Regions from separate parts of the Triticum aestivum genome. Here region 2 is linked to region 1. A link is a contact called in public Hi-C data. All regions are on one chromosome and are shown on one strand. Each heading gives the region's core, a stretch centred on a gene start, on an enhancer-like site or on the middle of the called end of the contact. The rest is flanking DNA. Distances are from core to core; before and after follow the strand shown. Region 1 has its middle 86 kb from the start of LOC123144131. Region 2 holds the start of LOC123144134 (succinate-semialdehyde dehydrogenase, mitochondrial).

Region 1 (3,868 bases), core at 958-3,457:
TGAAACCATGCAATACGTTTTTAAAAATGGGAAAATCGGCCAGCCCATTACTGCTAGATGTGCCTTACTCTCAACAGGTGACATACTCCCTAATGGCGGGCTCCATAGTAACCCCCACAACCCCCAATGCACTAGGAGACTCTAAATCTAAAAGGCTAATTCATGAATTAAAATGTGAAAAAAAAGAAGAGAAAACAAACACAAAAACAATTGAAAACTAATTGAAAATAGAAAAACATAAAAGGAAGAAAACCAAAAACCAGTCCATACCCTCTCACAACCAGGAAAAAACAACCAACCAATTATAGCTAGGTATGTGTTACTACTCTCAACTAGTGACACGCACCCTTACTGGTGGGGTCCATAGCGACCCCCACAACCTCGACGCACCAAGACGCTCCAAATATAGGGATCAGAACAGAAAAAAAGGAAGCCACCATTTCCAGATGCAGCAAACCAACATTATCGCTCTTCCCTCGTGCTAGTAATGTGCTCTACGCATGTATGCGTGTGAACAAAAAGTAAATCAATAAAAAAATGTAGTCAACTTTTTGTTTTGGGAACACAGTAGTGAACGCGTCGGTCCCTCTAGCGTGTTGCATGTTTTTATTTTAGGTTATTGTTGATTTATGGAGATTTTTAAGTTTATTTACTATTTAAGTTTTTGTACGACAAAAACCCTAGACCAACTCTGGGTGTGGCCTCCCCTAGAGCTACTTGATATACGTTTTGATTCTCAAAGACATACGTGTGCCCTTGTATGCTTACTATTGTAGACTAAATGTAATCAAATGGAAAAGTTCTAAAAAAAGGGAACGATCTGCTTCTATGTAAAAAAAATCATAATCTTGTTGCTCATATTTTTAGTTGTTCACCTGGAATTGTTCATTTGTGGTTTGTTGTGTAACAAACTAAGGCTTGGGCTCTAACCATTCTACTTTTCTAGGCCCAATTGCGTACACCTGGAATTATTATTAGGAGATAAAAAATATTTTTTTCACCCTCAAATCTATTCAAGTGGAGCCATAACTCCCTAGAGTGAAAATTTTGGCTAATTTGCACCTCTAAAACTATTCCAGCTGAGCAATAACACCCTAAAGTGAAATTTGATCTAATTTAAACCCTCGAATATAAATGCCATTTAAAATAAAACCCTAGGCATTGAGGTGAACTTGGCCCATAAACACTGAAAACTTTTGCACATGTCGTTCCAAGAGGTCAGCCCTAAGAGGGTGCATTGCCCCAAGGATGGGGCCCGGTTGGGCTGAATCACTAAATTCGATTTCTATATTTTTTTGAGATTTTTTTCATGTTTTGAGATTTTTGTTTGTTAAAGTTGCTAAAACATGTAAATATGATGTTTGTTATTTAATTTGAATATTATTTCTTACACTTAATTTTCTATACTTACATCTAAACAATACTTATTTAATTACTTTATTCTACCTATTTATTTTATTTTATTTACCACCTTATTTTATTAATTTATGTTTCATTTATTCATGGTAAATACGTAAAAGACTAAGTATGTGATGTTTTCTAGACAAGTCATGAATATTTATTTCCATACATATGAACATCTGTTCTATAAGAAACAAATATCTATTTTGATATATTTTAGCCATAGCATTTATTTGAGAATGCATGAATATTTTAAAATTGTAATACATAACATTTTCCACATAGCAGGCTATTGGTGTGAACATTTCATTTAATACATATACACAAGTCATACAACATGTGTGAAATGAGCTATATCACTACCTGGATTCAAGCTATAGACTTGACATGGATGCTCATATTTTGTTTGGATTTTTTTCAAGATTTCTAGGACCATTCTTTTAGAGGGAGGTGACGTGCCCATCAACTAAAAGGGCATATGTGACTTCGTTACATCAATCTCAAGTTTAGCCGACTCAATCTCTTAGGGGTGTTCATAGGGGTGAATGTAGACATTCTTTTACGTGAGTTGGTGTGCAGTAAAAACTCACAAACAATATGTAAAAAATAAAACCAGAAAAAATTCTATTGAAATAAATTAATACTACATATTAAAGTGATTACTAAAAATAATTTTACTTTCTGAAGACATGGAAATCATTTTTATTTGAAAATAAGAAAAATACAAGTGCTAATGGGCTGCGCCAACGCCGCCATTTAGCCTGAGAGTGAGGCGAAGCTACTTTTTCCACCAGGTGGCCCACCTACATGGGCTTGGAGTTGAGAATTTGGCTAAAGCCTGAAGGTAAGTGCGACGACTATATCTCGCGTTAAGCGAGTTGGAAGAATCGCTCGCTGAAGGATTTTTCTGTCTCGCGTAGCAACTGGGTGGGCCCATTAGCACAGCCTTAGTAAGAGAAATAGTGGAGAAAAAGGGACCAATATCTCGCGTTAAGCGAGTTGGAAGAATCTCTCGCTGAAGGATTTTTCTGTCTCGCGTAGCAACTGGGTGGGCCCATTAGCACAGCCTTAGTAAGAGAAATAGTGGAGAAAAAGGGATCAAAAGGGGGAATCGAACCAAGGTCTCCTGGAGGGTTGCTACCTATTCTAGCCACTGGGTCTGCGTCTCATTAGTGGTAAATACTTGAGGGAAAATACCCAGTTTTCTGAACCGATTTTCTTATTTTTGTTTTTGTTTTTACACCGGTTCTTTGTTTCTTTCTCTGTTTCCATTGTTTTTTTTCTCAATTTTACCTTTGGTTTTATTTGTTTCTTTTTCAGTTTTCATTGACTTTTTTCTTTTCTTTATTTTGTCTTCAGGCTTTTTTTTGTTTCTTTCTCATTTTTCATTGATTTTTTTCTCTCAGTTTCACTGTTTTATACACATTTCTGGTATATATCTAATACATTTTTATAATACACGTTTAACATTTTTCAGATACAATATCAACATTTTCTTAATACCTGGTCAACATTTTGTCTATATACATTCAACCTTTTTCAAATGCTTGATTAAAACAAATTCAAATACAAGATCAACCTTTTTTTAATACATGTTCAACATTTTTTTAATAATCATTTAATATTTTCCAAATGCTTGATTAACATTTTTCACATACTTGTTCAACATTTCTTTTCAAATGCTTGATTAACATTTTATATGCACTTACGTTAATATAACAACACCAAAATGTGCTGCAAATTCATGTTCAAGTTGAATTAACGCCAAAGGGAAAAGATGGCGTGACTTTGGACCCCAAAGTCTTCCATGACGCCCTTCTTCTTATAGCGTGGGCATGTGATCAAGTTAAGTAAACTACTGATTGTATTATGGGCTGGGATCACCTTTGTGAGTCGAAGTAATTTCCGGAAAGACACACAGGAGGTCTTATGCGTGGACCAGCAGTGATAAAAAATTTTCTTCATTTTTTAATACATGGTCACCATTTTTCTATACACATTTAACATTTTCCAGATGCTTGATTAACACATTTGAAATTTTGTTCAACATTTTTTTTTCAAGTGCTTGATTAATTTTTTTATATACATGATTAAATTTTTGCCTAATTTTTTTAATTCATGGTCAACATTTTTTATATACAAATTTAACTTGTTTGAAATACTTGTTCATCATTTTTCCAAATGCTTGTTTAACATTTTCTAAATACATGATTAATTTTTTTCATTCACATTGTTTTTGTGTGTACATTTTTATATATGTGATAACATTTTCTCTATACGCATTAAACATTTTTCAATGCTTGGTCATGCTTTTTGTAATATAGAATATCTGCGAATGTAAATAAAGTAAAAGAAAACAAAAAACTTAAAAAAATAAGAAAAAGGAGAATATGTTCTGTGGCCTGTGGTCAGCGGCGCGATGGGCCGGCTCAATGTGGACCTCGCCTTCAGCGAGACTTCCTCTTGT
Region 2 (4,106 bases), core at 798-3,297, 150 kb after region 1:
AGTATCCTACTAGGTATTGAAAATCATAATCAAACTTGATTTAGATAAGGTTTGCATCAAAAGAGGGCATGCATTAGATATTTTTTTAAACGAGCATTTCCGAAACAACAAAGTTGCCAATGCTTTAGCCAAATAAGCTTTTAGAGACCAATCTGTCTCTCCTAATTTTCTTTGCCTAAGTGCTGATCATGTATTCTCTTGCTGCCTTTCAGAGCTTGTACTAAAAAACTAGAGGATTTTGGGAGTCTACAAGATGTACTCTGTCTACTACGAAGTACAACTCCTCTGTTCTACCAGAAACAAAACAACCATCACACATTCACCTAATATGGAGACAGTATAGTAGTTCTGATTTTGATTTATTAAATTACTATTTATGGCAATAAAACTAAGCCAGAATGAAAGCATTTTCTGATACACAGAAGATATTAGTTGATTGTGGAGACGTAAGTGACATCTGAGCAAGGGTTCACTTGATTCATGGTGTTCCAATGCTGATCTTCCGCAGACACGGAAGCAATTTAATTTGCATATATTATTAATATTATAAGCATGTCAAGACAGTTTAACTGGCACTTACAAAACATTATTTGGTCAGTGTTCAAGCATTAAAAGCGAATACACTAATGTGTTTGACATACTATAAAATGTAGTGTTAGCAGAAGTTATTGCATCAGCTGTTTCTCTGTTGCCCATGCAGGCTACATTTGCTAGGACCTCGCCAGTTGCTGGATTTTGCACCTACAAGAAAAATAAGTTATTCCAGTGACAAAGATTGACAATCAACATTAGCAACTTACCATAGATTAGAGAATTGAGATATAAAAAGTGAGTAGAGTTGCAGTAGCAACATTTCATTAATTCCTCATACTGTTCAGCGCTCATTACAGAAATAACCTAAGGAGCAAACTCAAAAGGCTCAAGACCAGCTAAGTTCCGGCACTATTTTCATGGCTATCAAGGCGTACGGTGGCTAAGACAGGGCAAAACCATACTAAAGAATTACTCATGGCTCCAAACTATATCAGGCAAGAGGAAAATTTTAATGGTGCTAACGTCCTAGGAATGGGGTCAAAAGTCCAAGCAACATTGCCAGAGCTCATCGATGCAGCACTAACCGTATTGAGTTTTCCCGTCTCAACACTGGATCTTCAGCCTGTCAACACTCGGTGACACAACCTAGTTTATGTGCTCCCCTCGGCAGATTCACCTGTCGTGCGGCATAAAACCTCCCCACTGACCAAAACATGTTGCAACGAAGCACACAATTCTGTTTAGCCCACTCCACCAAGCAGTCTGACACTGTCGCACACAGACTGCTCACCGGAATGCCCCAGTGGGGAGGGAATGTGCTCACAGCTTAAGAACACACGACTAATAGCTACACCAACAAAATTGCAATTCAACAGAACGAACTAAGAAATTCGGCACAAAATTTCGAACTCCCACGCGTTCCATTAAGTAGCAACTGGAGCGCCGCAATAAGCCCTGATTTCCCCTCGAAATCGAACGCTATCCGAACCGCGCCAATCAACAGGCATCGCGAAGGATGGATGGAGGGAGTAACGGTACCTCGATGGTCTTCCCGTCGTAGGCGTCGACCCATTTGCCGCCGATGAGGCCGCGCGTCCTGAGCAGCCCCGCCGCCCGGATCTTCTCCATCGCCGCGCCCGCGTCCACGCTGCCCATCTGCGCACCCACCCAGCGATTAACAGAAAAAACACGACCCACCGAGCACCACCGCCGGGGGGCGCGAGGGGTATGAAGGGGCGCAGGCGAGTGGGGTGGGGGCAAAGATGGCGTACGTGGCGGCGGCTGGCGACGCGGGAGGAGGCGGAGACGGAGGCGGCCAGGATGTGGCGGGCGCCGAGCGCCGCCGCGCGTCGCATCGCCATCGCCATCTGAAGGAAGCGACGAGTGACGAACACCTGCACCTGGTGTGGCCGGGTCTCTGTGTCTTATTCACACGAGCGCTTTACACGTGGCCTGCTGAGCTGGTGCGGAGGTGGGGAAATTTTGAACGTTGTGCGATGGCGACCTCGCAACCTCTCGCCCCGAGGTCGGCAAATATTCGCGGGCCGGCGTGGACCGCACGGACGGCCAGGTCGCCCCAGATCACAAAGAATGCACTTGCCCTTTTTGCCCTCCTAAAACCATTCTATGCAGCACCATGCAGACAAGCAAGGAAATCCATTTCGACTGAACATGCTCAATTATTTTATTAATTTTATTAGGGCATCTACAATGGTGATATCTTAGAAGTGTCACATAAGATAATTGCTCAGGTAAAGTGAGAGAAACCATAAGAAAATGTTTGTCTTTTCTTAATTAAGAGATGATTTTTTAGCAACAATTGTCTCACCACATATTTAAGGATATTTAGTTTTGGAGACCAGACTAAAGTAACTTATTGTACATCACTTTTTATTGTCTTATCTAGATTACGTGGCGGACATAAGATAAGACGGCATTATCAACCATTATACATGCCCTTAATAACTCGGGCATTAGCAAGCAGTTTATGCCACTTTATTTACATGGTCAATACATAAATTTGAAATGGTGGCCGGAGATATGGGCCAAACAACAATCATCTCTCTCTCAGGTGCACACATGCATATATACAGAGGCAAATGTTTTTAACTGACAGCCTCCCTGACATATCAGGGCCACCAGCCAGCTCCCATGGTAAAGAGGACCCGGTGACCAGTGCCAACGTGCGCCCCAGGCGCACGGGCCGCGCCAACTCCTGCTACAGTGGGCCGGAAAGGGTCAATGCTATCCAGACGAGGGGCTCGACTACTTAGGCATCCAACGACAAGACCAGAGGCATCAAGAGGATCACGGCGGCACGGCTCGGGCGGCTACCCACCTACCACTTTTCCCCTTTGTTCCTCCCGCGTGAGGCCTAGTTCATCCTTCCTTCCTCGAAATTCTTGTACCTCTTCTTGTAATCGCCACTGATTCAGACCACTGAGAGGAAGAACTCATCCTGTAACACTAGATCGTGAGTGGGTGTTAAAATTAACAAATCGAATAGACGCAAAGTAACACTCTGAAAGCTTATATGCATCACACATGAACAAAAACTATATGTATTGTGTTATATGGATATTGCACATGGTATGAACTTCACACGGTTGATCTTCATTAGGAGCTTGGATGATCTTCGAAAAATGGCACATTGCTGGTTTCTTTCATTTTTAGCATATATTGGATGATCTTCAGAAAACAACATGTTGCTGGTTTCTTTCATTTTAGTATGGAGATTTTTATCTTGAACGTTTATTATTTCCTGAATAGGTGGGGAGATGAGATCAAAGATGCCGAGAGCACATACAAATCTCCATTTGCACTAGGCAAGGACATGCTCCATCCGCTACCATAATTTCCTTCACGTCCGCGTCTAGATTCAGTTCCTTGAGACTATGAAACCCAGAAATGAAGTCAAGACGTGCCTCCTGATAGGACTCAGGGAGTAGAGCTAGATAGGTAAGAAGGGGCAACTCATTACTTAGTTGGTTGATGAAGTAATTGTGACACCATGCCTTTGAGAATTTTCTTGTCTTTTGGATCAAGGTCATGACACTGGTTCCATTGGCCACCAGACAATGATCAAGGGGGCTCGTCCTCTAGAACCAAACTCACAATGTCGCATCTCGTCATGGGACTTAGTGTCGTGACATGGCTTCCTTTCTTGCGCAACATTACACATGCTCTGGCTGGAGGGGAAGGGCTCCCAGGTTAATTGTTTGTCAATTCTTACTCTAAGAATAGGCAGGTTCATAGAACATTTTTGTTCTAGCGTGAATAAGATTTAGCTATCCCCCCCCTTTTCTCTATAACTTACTAAGCTTTCGTTTGAGTGAGATCAAGCTAAATACAACGGGAAAATCACAAAAGACCAAAGTCACCAATCACAATGTAACATCAACATGCCACGTTCCAAATATACTTACCCTTTTTATTCTCACAATACATACAACATGCTCAATCATTTTATTAACTCTGGCATAAGCAATCGGTTTCTGCCACTTTATTTTACATAGTCAATACATATTTGAAATGCTGAGTAAGTCTAATCCTCAGAGATATAGGACAAACAA

Evidence for each region. A called contact is a pair of places that touch in the nucleus more often than the background predicts.
Region 2: a Hi-C map of leaf shows a contact between it and region 1, with 2.4 times the contacts expected there. The contact joins the promoter of LOC123144134 here to the enhancer-like site in region 1. A contact is called at or near these places in 3 of 5 Hi-C or Micro-C datasets (all in leaf).

What each region holds. Positions count from the first base shown.
Region 1 is chr6D:136,972,169-136,976,036 of IWGSC CS RefSeq v2.1, forward strand. No RefSeq gene overlaps it. Among protein-coding and RNA genes, the nearest start is that of LOC123144131, 86 kb to the left of the region's middle. Within about 2 kb of position 2,208, at least 2 of the 8 cell types and tissues checked have an H3K27ac peak or open chromatin away from gene starts, as enhancers often do. A contact at or near this core is called in leaf, where this site is marked.
Region 2 is chr6D:137,120,731-137,124,836 of IWGSC CS RefSeq v2.1, forward strand. LOC123144134 (succinate-semialdehyde dehydrogenase, mitochondrial) reads right to left here and starts at 2,048. Exons shown (of 20, transcript XM_044563168.1): 1 at 1,806-2,048; 2 at 1,573-1,689; 3 at 642-741. The coding sequence starts at 1,901. LOC123141352 (putative disease resistance RPP13-like protein 3) reads right to left here. Exons shown (of 3, transcript XM_044560524.1): 3 at 3,986-4,106.